Regions from separate parts of the Zea mays genome. Here all the other regions are linked to region 2. Evidence: chromatin contacts called from public Hi-C data. All regions are on one chromosome and are shown on one strand. Each heading gives the region's core, a stretch centred on a gene start, on an enhancer-like site or on the middle of the called end of the contact. The rest is flanking DNA. Distances are from core to core; before and after follow the strand shown.

Region 1 (4,049 bases), core at 993-3,492, 190 kb after region 2:
GATACGAGTAGGCCACCACGCCTGCATTTTTGGAGACGAAGGGCAGCTCCGGGCAGCAGACCGCCGCACCGACCTCGCACGGACCATCTGAAAAATCGGCATCGAAGCTGGTTCCACCCTTCTCCATATCTGCTCAGAAAATTGTTGCTTAATCAAGGTTCCTTTCATTACAGATTCCTTTATCCTTTATCCCTTCCTAACGATGTGCTCAGGAATATTGGATGTTTATATATACTCTACCTGAGCCAAGTGTAAAAGTTGCATCCTTCCCTTTCATATATTGTGTGCTTTTGCTTCTACTATCTTTCCCGTTGTTGATAGTATTGCATTTTTTTTCTTCTTTTAATGACTGTGCATCACAGTGCATCTTTTTTGAAATAAATGCTCAGGAATACTGGATGTTTTTTTATATACTCTATCCGACCGAAATGTAAATGTTACATCCTTCCCTTTCTATTATTCTGTGCTTGTTTTTTTCAAACTAGGTATACAAAAAAGGGAAAATAGACACATAAACTACACAAGTCCAACTGAGGAATATATCTTCCCTATATTCAATTTTTTCGATAAATAGTTTTTTTAAATACAAGCTATGGCCAGCGAGGATCACACATCTTCTAACAAAATCTCGGATATAACCCAACAATCACCATCAGGGCCTACTTTTAGTCGTAGAAACATCTGTAGCGTCACTCTGCCCAAGAATACCATACCAGAATCTAAAGCGGACACTTGAATAACAACGTTTGCTAAGCATAGGTATACTTATCTGATGTTAATAAACTATCTAACATCAACAATCCTCAACTGTTACGACCTTATATTAGATAGATTCTTGTGCCTCACATGCCAATCCACGTACCACATGTCGGGTAGTTAGTTGAGAAAATTTCCATGTTTATAACCTATTTTATTCAGCTCATTTTATCTGAAAAGGGGTATTCACATAATGCTTACAATCCTTATATGTGTGCGTTGGTGCGCGCAAGTGACTAGTATATATCAGCCTCGGTCCTATAATTTTGAGGGCAACCAGGCGAACTCATCGAGGTGAGCCCTCTAGACTATATAAAAGTTCTATGATATACAACGCTGCAGATTAGAATTTTGTAGATAAACGATGATGTGCATTAAAATTAATTTTTAAAATATTAATTTTTAAAATATGTATGACACTAGATAATATACAACGGTACAGATTAGCATTTTGCGGGTTGAGAATCCTGATCGCTCGACCATGCGTACCTGGCGGCTGGCGCAGTGGTGCCCATCATCTTGAAATCCTAGATAGCTGGATCGGCGAGAGGGCGAACGATGAACATTTGGAGAGTGTGGTCACACAGACACGCACTCGTGTGGCGGTGTGTGCATGACGGCTGGGCAGTGGGCAGCACGTGTTGCGCGGCCCTTATGCGTCGGGTGTCCTTGTGGCCAGCCCTACCGGCTTGTTGGCTACCCCTACTATTTTACTACTAATATATAGCTCGTGCTAACGCTACGTTCCTAGGAATGGGAGCAGAGGGGGTGGACGACAATGGTGGCGGCGCGAGGGGAGGGGTTGACGGCGGTGGGGACGCAGGGAGGGGAGGGATGAAGGATGATGGATGATCTAACTAATATTGTCCATTAGATTTAAGTACTGAACCGTTAGTTTTCATGATGTGTTAAGTACGAGTGCAATTTATTTGATGGATGTAATGAAGATTATGGGTGTGTGGGTTATTTGGTTTGATGAGTTTGTAAAATTTAAACTGATAAATTATATAATGATGTCGATAGATAATAGATATTGAGCCTCCAATCGTCGTCTCCGTACGTCGCATGGTTTCAGGGCCGGCCCTGGTATATATAAGAAGAGTCATGTGCATGAAACATAGAAAGGTGTTTCGGCCAAAACTTTAATTTGTGTGGCAGCGCGCGGCGGAAAGCCAATCCATCGCCACTCGCCAGAAGCTCTTCTAGAACTCCGGCAGTTGAAATTGAAGAGCTGCGACAAAATAATGCATGCATCGGCTACCAACCGGACACCTTACGAAATACCCTCCTCACCTTCACATATACTTGTGGCTTTATGGCCTATGCTGTGCTGCACACCCCACTTATTTACTGCTGCACTCCACGACGTCCATACGTAGAAAGCATTATATAGAATCCATATCCATATCACCACGACACCACCGCTTCAGGCCTTCAGCCATAATAAAGTCTCCACGGCACACTCCCACTGTCCCACAGGCGACGGACGGGGTGCAAAACGCACCTGGTTGCCTCTCAGCTCTGCTCTCGCCGGCCCAACCGAAGAGGAAAGAGCCCGGCCGGCCCCTCGGGTACAAGTAGTAGAACCTGCCTGCCCTGCCTTGCCCTGCGCTGCGCTCCGATGACCGGAGGCGGGTTCGCCGCGGCGGAGGGCGGCCACGCGCGCGACGACTACGGGGGAGGCGTCACGGTCTCCGTCGTGGTCACCTGCCTCATGGCCGCCTCCTGCGGTCTCATCTTCGGCTACGACATTGGCGTCTCAGGTGCGTGCGTGCGCTCGATCTCTGCTGGGACAGCCTCCCATGCCCGTTGAAGACAGCATTACCATTCTTGTAATCTTTATCCCTTCACCAGCGTGCAGTTCCTCAGGATATTTATGTAGTATTATATCTCGCTCAGGTCATTTGGGGGTTTCACGGCACTAGGACTGGGGGAAAAAAATATGTTAACTACTTAGCAGTCAAAGTCAGTTTCTCCTTCATATTTAGGCCCTGTTTAAAAACAACAAAAAACCAGTTTTATTAGTTAGGAAAGGATAGCTTCTTGTTTTTTTAAAAAAAAAACTAAGGATCTTATTTTCTATAAACTAGAATATGTTTGGAACCACCTCAGTTTCTATAAACCAATTTCTTAAAAACTGGATGCTTCTCCTTAGTATGTCTGATCCTTTGTTTGAAAAAAAGTGTTTACTTAAAGAGCCACTACTTCCTACTTGCGTTAATCTATAGGTCAGTCAAGTGACCTGTTCTTGCACATTATTTGAATCGGCGCAACGCCGCTGACTAAAAGGGTCCTAGTACGTGCTACATGCCTAAAAGATGCGGCGGGGACGTGCTTTGAGATATGCGTGAGATCACCTTGAGAGGGGGGAGAGAACAAATAAAAGAAGAACAGCAGGACATATTCTTAACTAGGAGATAAAGCGAAACAACAAAAGCATATATGCTATACTCGATCGCCTACTTAGCTGTGAAGACAAGGCGACTAGCTAGCACATATATATCGCTTAAGTAGAGTCATGCTTTCGGCCAACACCCTTGCCCAGAGAATTTTCAGCGAATAGTTTTAATTAAGAAGAGTCAACAAAATATAGGATTCACATCAGGCCAACTTCAAGCTATGCTAAGATTAAGATTCCATTGCGCGTATATATCTTATACTCAGGTTGTCTCCATCGTGCATCTGGTCGTGTTGCACTATAGACCATATTGTTTACAAGATAAAGTTTAAAAGCAGCTATACTGCTAGAGACAGCCTTAAATATTGTCATACCCAGGCACCTAGCAGATATCAACGTAAAATTGACCAATGTGTCGATTGCGTAGAATGATCTTGTTTAAACATTTGCAAACATATAACAAGTAACTAGTAAGTGAATAAATGAAGATAGGAACGACTGTTATATTTCAAATGCCTGAAACAGTAAATTTTTGCATGCAACGGTCTTGACCGTTGGATTAAGATTTAACGGCTACATCTGCTTGTTTGTATTAACACGGTTACGGGAGTCTATTTCTTACGTGCCTGCTAATTGCTAAACATACCCGAAAACTGTTTCGCCTCTCCCTCCCTCCCTCGGACCAACACATTTGGACATGCAATCAAGACAAATACAAAATTAACTGGTGCAATACCAAGCAGAGAAGGCGGGGCGGCGCGTTTGGCAGAGCTTCTCGCTTTGGAGCGAAGCGGAGTGAATCTAGTGTCCGTTTTATACTGGAGAGTAGGAGAAAAAAAGTGCTTCTCATTCGACCCAACTTGCTATCCACTCTGTAAACCCTCAGAAATTACTT
Region 2 (4,376 bases), core at 306-2,805:
GCGACTTTATGCGCCCACCCACGCAAAAGGCGCAAGGGCGGCAACAGCGACCGCCCGAATGGAATGGAATGGAATGGAATGGGCATCATCCGCGGCCGGGCCCCCATCGACCCATTCCATCTCTAATCCCCGGCCGCTCCTCCGACGCACACGGAACACTGCACAACGTTGGGGTTCGCGGTCTGCAACTGAAACGAGTTTGAGGAGGAGCCCTCCCTGTTTCGGAGCAGCAGCGCTAGCTCTCGTGCTTTTCCGGGCACTAGGACGAGGACGAGGACGAGGTGACAGGACAGCGTCGCGTCCGTTGGACGTGCGTGCCACCCATGAACGATCATGCGTTAAGATAGGTTCTCTTATCATCATCTACAGACGATCGACCACAGCGAATATATATATTCGTCGTCACGAGGATCTGGATGCAAAGGCAGGCATTAGGCCAGGCCAGCCATGCGTAGCCGGGCTCCATCATCCAAGTTTCCCAAGCCTTTTTTAGATCAGTACTACAGGTCAAGCATGCACAAGTGCACAGCGCTGTCAGGAAAGGAAAGGAAAGAAAAGGGGGGCCCCCGACGCGCCTCACGTCCATGCGCCGCCCATCCAGGAACTGCTTTGCATATAGAGCTTATCCGGTAGGACTATATATGTTGCGTTTTATCATTAATCATGTACTTTGATTTATATCTAACGTAACGTAGGAGCAGAATTGCTCACTGAGATACGAACACGCGCGGCTCTATATATCTCCAAAATATAGTGTGACAATAATTAGAGATTCTAACTAAAAAGAAACAGTTGGATGGCAATAAAAAGGTTAATATGGAGAGAATCTTTTAGATTATTATTGATGTGAAGAGACTCTTGGAGAGTTGGAGTTGCTCCATTGATAAACTAGAACGTGAAAGCTCGATTATTAATCCATTGTTAGGCGATGTGTGGTCCCTACAACGGTACAATAAAAAGGGTTTGAACCAACCAAGAAGACATTTTTTTTCTGGATAAAGCTTGCCTTTTTGCATTAGATAAGACGGACTCTTTTTTGCCAGCATTATTAGAGAAGACGTCGAACATTCGCACCAAAGGAAAATGGCAAAGGCTAGGATACTTGTTTGGAGAGGAGAGAGAGAGAGAGGAGAGAGAGAGAGAGAGATAGCTGTGTTACTTTGATCACAGTGGGCAGAAAAAGGCACTCACAGCATTTTTTTGCTAAAAATAATCAAACGTGCCGCTCCAAACTTTACGGGATGCCTTTTGCTTTGAGAAATTTAATCCTTGCTTTTTTTTTTGGTTTTTGTAGCCCTGTTTTGTTCTTAAAGTGAAGTTATCTTATCTCAATGAAAGCAAAGCCTAGTATTTCACGGGAAAGCCGATAAGTAGAGAATTCCACTATTAACAAACCATTTTGATTTCTCCCCCTTTAATTTTCTCTGTCGGAATAATAATGCTATTGTAATACAGAGTAGGGAATATTATATAGAGGGAAACGGTGAGGGCCAGGGAGGCAAATGGACAAGGAGAAAAGTTAGATCAAACCTAGCCAAGCAATCCTGATATCCACAGCCTCTTTCTCCACTGGACGAGAACTGTCCCAGCAGAAACCAGAAGCACCAACTGCAAACATCAGAGAAGAGAAGAGTAGGGGGGAAATTACTACTCTACGACTCGTGCGCCCACTCCTCCACTGTTCTTGGGAATCTCGGGGGAGAAGAGGAAGAAAGCAGTGGGTCTCAGCGCACCACTCATTATTCCTGGCTCCATGGCTTCCTGACGTCCCTGTGCGGCGGGGACCCGGCGATGAGGATCGTGGTGTGGTTCCGGAGGGACCTCAGGGTGGAGGACAACCCGGCGCTCGCGGCGGCGGCGCGTGCCGGTGGGGAGGTGGTGCCGGCGTACGTCTGGTCGCCAGAGGAGGAGGGCCCTTACTACCCCGGCCGCGTATCCCGGTGGTGGATCAGCCAGAGCCTGAACCACCTGGACGCCTCGCTCCGCCGCCTTGGGGCGGGAAAGCTTGTCACGCGGAGGTCGGCCGACGCCGCCGTCGCGCTGCTCCAGCTGGTCCGCGACACCGGCGCCACGCACGTCTACTTCAATCATCTATACGGTTTGTTCCATGCTTCCACCCAGTAGGAAATATTCTTCCTCTCATATTGTTATTGATTTCTTTTTATATTGTTATCACTCAGCGATTGTATCCAGGATTCCCCTCCTTGGTACACAATTATCGAACTTGGCTTCACTAGATAAAACAAATCAATTGCAGTTTCTTTCTTTTTTGTTTCACTATTCATCTGAATTGTTCCATGTCGAGCAGATCTTTATATTATTGAGGTTGTGCTTGATATATTAGAACTCGTAACTCCACATGTCAACTGCTTCCCAGTTGAGCAAGAGCCCTGGTCTCAAGCCTTGAGTCTTGATAAACCTCCACTTGCCAACTGAGTAAAATCCCAGCATTTCGCCGTCTCCTTAACTCACAAAAGTTCTTTGCTTCCCTAGTCCATCCCATTGAGGTATGCCAAGTTCCACATATAGTAGTTCTGTAGTGCTTTAGTTTTCACTCCACTAATTGCTTGGCCTGGTACTAAGAGAAGATGCTTTAGGCCTTTGAGTCCATCTCATCTTACTGTGTCACCATCTTTTCAGACCCGATCTCACTGGTCAGGGACCGCCGGTTGAAGGAGATGCTGGCGGCTGAGGGCATCGTTGTGCAATCTTTCAATTCGGATCTGCTGTACGAGCCATGGGAAGTTGTCGATGATGAAGGGCAGCCATTCACCATGTTCGACCCGTTCTGGAACAGGTGCCTCAGCATGCCGTATGACCCCCCTGCACCGCTTCTGCCCCCGAAGAGGATCAATTCAGGTGCTTGAAGGACTATGAGTTTAAATTTTTCTAGCTTCTACTTGTACAGATAGCTTACTGACGACACATTGTGCTTCTGCTACAAGATGATGTTGAATTAGCTCTTTAGTTGATTGGCTGGCTGGAATTATGAACAGGTGACTTATCGATGTGCCCATCGGAGGATCTGATCTTTGAGGACGAGTCAGAGAGGGGAAGCAACGCTCTTCTGGCCCGAGCGTGGACGCCAGGGTGGCAGAACGCAGACAAGGCGCTGACGGCCTTCCTCAACGGCCCACTGGCCGACTACTCAGTGAACCGCAAGAAGGCCGATAGCGCGAGCACGTCCCTGCTGTCGCCTCACCTGCACTTCGGCGAGCTTAGCGTGCGCAAGGTCTTCCACCTAGTTCGCATGAAGCAGCTCGTGTGGAGCAACGAGGGCAACCACGCTGCCGAGGAGAGCTGCACCCTGTTCCTCCGTTCCATCGGCCTGCGGGAGTACTCCCGGTACCTGAGCTTCAATCACCCGAGCAGCCATGAGAGGCCCCTCCTGGCGCACCTCAGGTTCTTCCCCTGGGTGGTGGACGAGAGCTACTTCAAGATTTGGAGGCAGGGAAGGACCGGGTACCCGCTCGTCGACGCTGGCATGAGGGAGCTGTGGGCGACGGGGTGGCTGCATGACCGGATACGTGTGGTGGTGGCAAGCTTCTTCGTCAAGGTCCTCCAGCTTCCATGGCGATGGGGCATGAAGTACTTTTGGGACACGTTACTGGATGCTGATCTTGAGAGCGATGCGCTGGGCTGGCAGTACATCACTGGCTCTCTTCCTGATGGCCGGGAGCTTGACCGCATCGACAACCCCCAGGTGCGTGCGTGCAGCCTTTTTTTTTAGCTTCTGAATACACGACGCCGCCTAGTAATGATAGATAGATAATACTGAACACTGATGCACTGTCATGGCAATCAATGTCAGTTTGAAGGCTACAAGTTCGACCCGCATGGGGAGTACGTCCGGCGATGGATTCCTGAGCTCGCAAGGCTGCCGACGGAGTGGATACACCATCCATGGGACGCGCCTGTCTCCGTGCTGCAAGCTGCAGGAATCGAGCTGGGCTCTAACTACCCTCTCCCCATAGTGGAGCTGGACGCGGCCAAGGGCAGGCTGCAAGCGGCCCTGTCAGAGATGTGGCAGCTGGAGGCGGCGTCGAGGGCCACCATGAACAACGGGACGGAGGAAGGCCTCGGCGACTCCTCGGAGGTCCTGTTCCCTCAAGAGCTGCAGATGGAGGTCGACCGGCAGCCAGCCCCAGCCGAGGCAGCAGCCAACGTGCACGTGCACGTGCCGATGCCTGCCCGGAGGCGCGGGGACCAGATGGTGCCCACCATGACGACCTCTTCGCTGAACAGAGCTGGAACAGAGGTCTCCGCCGATCTAGTAGTAGCGAACAGCGAGGAGGAGGACACCAGGGCGCAGGTTCCGTTCCACGCGCATCTCCATCTCCACCCCCGAGCCGAAGCCCCGCCAGCTGCGCGTAGAA
Region 3 (4,304 bases), core at 335-2,834, 150 kb after region 2:
AAGCAGGACCATGACACTTGGTATCCGGAGACCTGATCGGATCCATAGGCAACACCAACACCACCATGGTGCTGCAGCAGCTGCTTCGCGTTCATCAATAACCTCACAAGCGCTTCACTGAGATAAAGGAATACCTTATCAAGATCAACACACGCTTGACCACCATAGAATAAACACACGCCAAGGATGACACCAAGTCATCAACGTGTCATAGCAACAACAGAGTTGTCGCTGTGGTATTCGTGTCGATCAAAGTTTCTCAAGTTTGACTGGACTTGTAGAAACTATTAGCAACATATGTATCTCCAAATAAGTTTATTAGGAAAACAGATACAAAGATCTATCTCATAATAGTAATTATGTACTATAAATATTAATATTTTGTTGTATATATTTGGTCAAAGATAAAAATGGTTGACTCGTAGAGAATGACAAATATTTTGGAACGGAGGAGTATGTGTGGATGTGTGCTATGTAAGCTCAAAATATTGACCAGGTAAGTAAGCTTAATTAACCACATAAGTGAAATTTATGGTTGCCTCACAATTTTGTAGCATCTTTGGTTCTATTGTGAACCTTGAAAGGAATCCAGCACTCTCAATTTAACCAGAGTAGGATCAAGCGATTTCTCAACCTAAAGCGTTCTATCATACTGGAACAATTTCTCAGTAGCCCATGTCATGCTGAAATTATTCGGGAAAAAGGGGAAAATCAATTCATAGAAAATTCTTAACAGTTTTTCATCAGCCAATACCAATCTGAGAGGTAAAATCCAAACTATGCAGTTTTCAGCATCCATCGAGCAGTCCGCAGAGTAGCAGATTTCAGTGCCCACTTGTAATAAGCATTTAAAGGCATGAGATCAATCTCACCAGTTTAAATTTGTGCAACTTCTCTAAGAATCACTGTACCAAACTCAGAAGTGGTGAAATTTCCAGTAAAATTAGTGCCCTCTTGCCCTATAAGTTCAGGACACACCATATGAATTTCACCGACCACGAGAGACAACAGTACCACTCCAGCTGTCGAAGGGGGAAGAAACTAAGAAAGAGACCGGGATCAAAAGGCGGTTTCTTACGCGAGGATCCACTTCCCGTTAAGGAGCGTAAGCGCCTCCGTAGGAGCCGGCGTGGGGTTGCGCGTCTCGAGCTGCGTGATGAGCTCCAGCACTTTGGCTCGTGACTCGCTGGACGCCCGCAGGCCCCGCTCCGTGCCGTACAGCGCGTCCTTTAGCTGCGCCTTGAGCTCCGCGACCTCTCTCGCCTCCGGCGCCTCCGCCACCGCGGCCCCCGTGACAGCGGAACCGCCCTCGGGCTCCGGCCCCCACTCGTCCTCGGGGCCATCGCCCGGCGCCGGCGCTGCCGCCGCCCTCGCAAGGACGAGTCGACGCGCAGAACGCAGGCATGGGAAGCGCGGTGGGTTCGGGAACGCGAAGGCGCCGGTGCTGCGGCGGTTAGACGAGGACGAGAGCGACGGTGATGGCGATCGGAGGACGAGAGCGTTGAGGAACGCGGAGGACGCCATGGTTTACACGCTTTCTCCCTCCTTGCGTAGCTTTGTCCGGCTTCCTACTGCGCTTCTGCGATGGTGAGGCGTGGACGCGTGGTAGCCTGGTACTTCGTCCCTCCACAAAGATATATACAATTCTTATTTTCAGGAAATGAAAATATTTGAAATTATATTAAAAATTATTGTGCAAAATATATTATTTACTATAAATTTAATTAAATTTGAACTAGTGATACGAATGGTTGTATTTTCTCTTTTTGACGGAGGAAAAAGATGATACCTATTTATCGGTTTGAATGGCCGTATAGGACATAGAATTGAATTAAGTTTAATATCAAATCAGTCGTATTGAAGCAAAATATTTTTTATTTTTTTATTATTTTAAATATTATCGAATTAGAGTTTAGAAGTCTAATTCCATGTAATTCATAGGGGTGACACTCTGTAGGAGAGTGAGTTTTTAGTTATAGTCTAATTTCAAGGATTGAGTTTTGTGCTCCAATATCTATAGCAAAATGGATATATAGAGCGTGTTTGGCATGACTCTAGTACAAAACTCTAAGGTAGAGCTAACTAGAGCCTGCCAAACACAGTAACTTCAGAGTTGTAAACTCCATAGAGTTTTTAGAACTACAGTACAATTTATTTGTTGCTGCTACGTAGTCTCTAATATAGCAATCTAAACATGGAGTTTAGAGTTATTTATTTGTCATTGTCACTGGTTACACAACCTAAAATTTGAAGTAGAGCTACTCTGTAATGGAGCAGAGTTATACCAAACACGTTCATAATGTATTTGTTGTAGAGTTCTGTTGGGGACTTGTTCTCAAATGCTATGAATTAAGAACAAGGCAACATAAAGTGTTAAATGTTAACGTCCTTCGTCCATGAAACATTATTCCCTTGAGGATAATGGGCCTTGGACGAAGGCTGATGAGAGTATAATTACGAAGTTAAACCTTCGTAATAAAATTTCAATAGATATTGTAAGACAACATAAAATAAAAGGTATAAGATGGGTGAATAAATCATAGACGAATTATATTATATCTACTTAATATATTGAATCATTAAATACAATAATACCTATGCCTTGGCAAAGGTTGGATTCTGAGAGATGCGATTGCAATTACCAGAATGCGTGAACAGTAAAGGAATACTGTTCACTATTTATAGGCACAGGACGCAGCCTGTGAGGAATTACAAGTATGCCCCTTATAAAAGCTTACAACATTGACTCAGACCTTTATGGACTAAAAGGTCATTCTATCTTTAAGTCGGTTTGTAATACCGAAGCTTCACGAAGAGGAACCTTCGGCCATCTTATACAAACAGCTTCAGCCGAAGACCGCTTCTTCCTGTAAGACCTTCGGCGACGAAGCATAGGCCCAACAAGTTCTACACTACTATTCTTCGTGGACTCATGAGCGTGCGGAGAGGAGGTATAGAAGTGGAAGATGATTCTATAGGGGCATAGCCACTGATTTGACTTGTTTGCTTTGGCTTTTTTTTCTGATCAACTTTTCTAAAAATCTGACTGGAGATAATCTGATTGTGATAAAAATCTGAGTATTGCAGGAATTATATGTGAAGGAAGACGAGGTGGTCCATAGAATTCAAAATCACAAACCCAAGAGACCTTAAAGGGATTATTGAGACGGACTCAAAATGAGTTCGGCTTAAGGATCAAAATGATTAGAAGCGACAATGGGACGGAGTTCAAGAACTCACAAACAGAAGGCTTCCTTGAGTAGGAGGGCATCAAGCATGAGTTCTCTTCTCCCTACACACCACAACAAAATGGTGTAGTGGAGAGGAAGAATAGAACTCTACTTGACATGGTGAGGACCATGCTTGATGAGTACAAGACTTCGGACCGGTTTTGGGCAGAAGCAATCAACACCGCTTGCTACGCCATCAATCGTCTCTACCTTCACCGAATCCTCAACAAGACATCATATGAACTCCTCACCGGTAAAAAGCCCAATGTTTCATATTTTAGAGTCTTTGGTAGCAAATGCTTTATTCTTGTTAAAAGAGGTAGAAAATCTAAATTTGCTCCTAAGGCTGTAGAAGGCTTTTTACTTGGTTATGATTCAAACACAAGGGCATATAGAGTCTTTAACAAGTCCACTGGACTAGTTGAAGTTTCTTGTGACATTGTGTTTGATGAGACTAACGGCTCTCAAGTAGAGCAAGTTGATCTTGATGAGCTAGATGATGAAGAGGCTCCATGCGTCGCGCTAAGGAACATGTCCATTGGGGATGTGTGTCCTAAAGAATCCGAAGAGCCTCCACAAGCACAAGATCAACCATCATCTTCAAATCAAGCATCTCCACCAACCCAAGATGAGGATCAAGCTCAAGATGATGAAAATGAGGATCAAGAAGATGAGCCACCTCAAGAGGAGGGCAATGATCAAGGGGAAGATGCCCATGATCAAGACAAGGAAGATGATGAGGGTCCAAGACCGCCTCACCCAAGAGTCCACCAAGCAATACAACGAGATCACCCCGTGAACACCATCCTCGGCGATATTCAAAAGGGGGTAACCACTCGATCTCGCGTTGCTCATTTTTGTGAACATTACTCCTTTGTGTCTTCTATTGAGCCATACAGGGTAGAAGATGCATTAAGGGATTCAGATTGGGTGTTGGAGATGCAAGAGGAGCTCAACAACTTCACGAGGAATGAGGTATGGCATCTTGTTCCACGTCCTAACCAAAATGTTGTAGGAACCAAGTGGGTTTTCCGCAACAAGCAAGATGAGCATGGTGTGGTGACAAGGAACAAA

What was found. A called contact is a pair of places that touch in the nucleus more often than the background predicts.
Region 1: a contact with region 2 is called in a Hi-C map of tassel, with 2.2 times the contacts expected there. The contact joins the promoter of LOC100383620 here to the promoter of LOC100194126 in region 2. A contact is called at or near these places in 2 of 25 Hi-C or Micro-C datasets (ear and tassel).
Region 3: a contact with region 2 is called in a Hi-C map of leaf, with 8 times the contacts expected there. The contact joins the promoter of LOC100284078 here to the promoter of LOC100194126 in region 2. A contact is called at or near these places in 9 of 25 Hi-C or Micro-C datasets (bundle sheath, ear, endosperm and 4 more).

Annotation. Positions count from the first base shown.
Region 1 is chr2:45,199,441-45,203,489 of Zm-B73-REFERENCE-NAM-5.0, reverse strand. LOC100383620 (Sugar transport protein 5) reads left to right here and starts at 2,242. Exons shown (of 2, transcript NM_001176268.1): 1 at 2,242-2,519. The coding sequence starts at 2,378.
Region 2 is chr2:45,386,119-45,390,494 of Zm-B73-REFERENCE-NAM-5.0, reverse strand. LOC100194126 (cryptochrome2) reads left to right here and starts at 1,555. Exons shown (of 5, transcript NM_001359400.1): 1 at 1,555-2,098; 2 at 2,641-2,859; 3 at 2,997-3,703; 4 at 3,812-4,376. The coding sequence starts at 1,792. It overlaps LOC103648599, which reads right to left and starts at 107. Exons shown (of 3, transcript XM_035965058.1): 1 at 1-107. The coding sequence starts at 107.
Region 3 is chr2:45,237,359-45,241,662 of Zm-B73-REFERENCE-NAM-5.0, reverse strand. LOC100284078 reads right to left here and starts at 1,584. Exons shown (of 3, transcript NM_001156976.2): 1 at 1,079-1,584. The coding sequence starts at 1,524.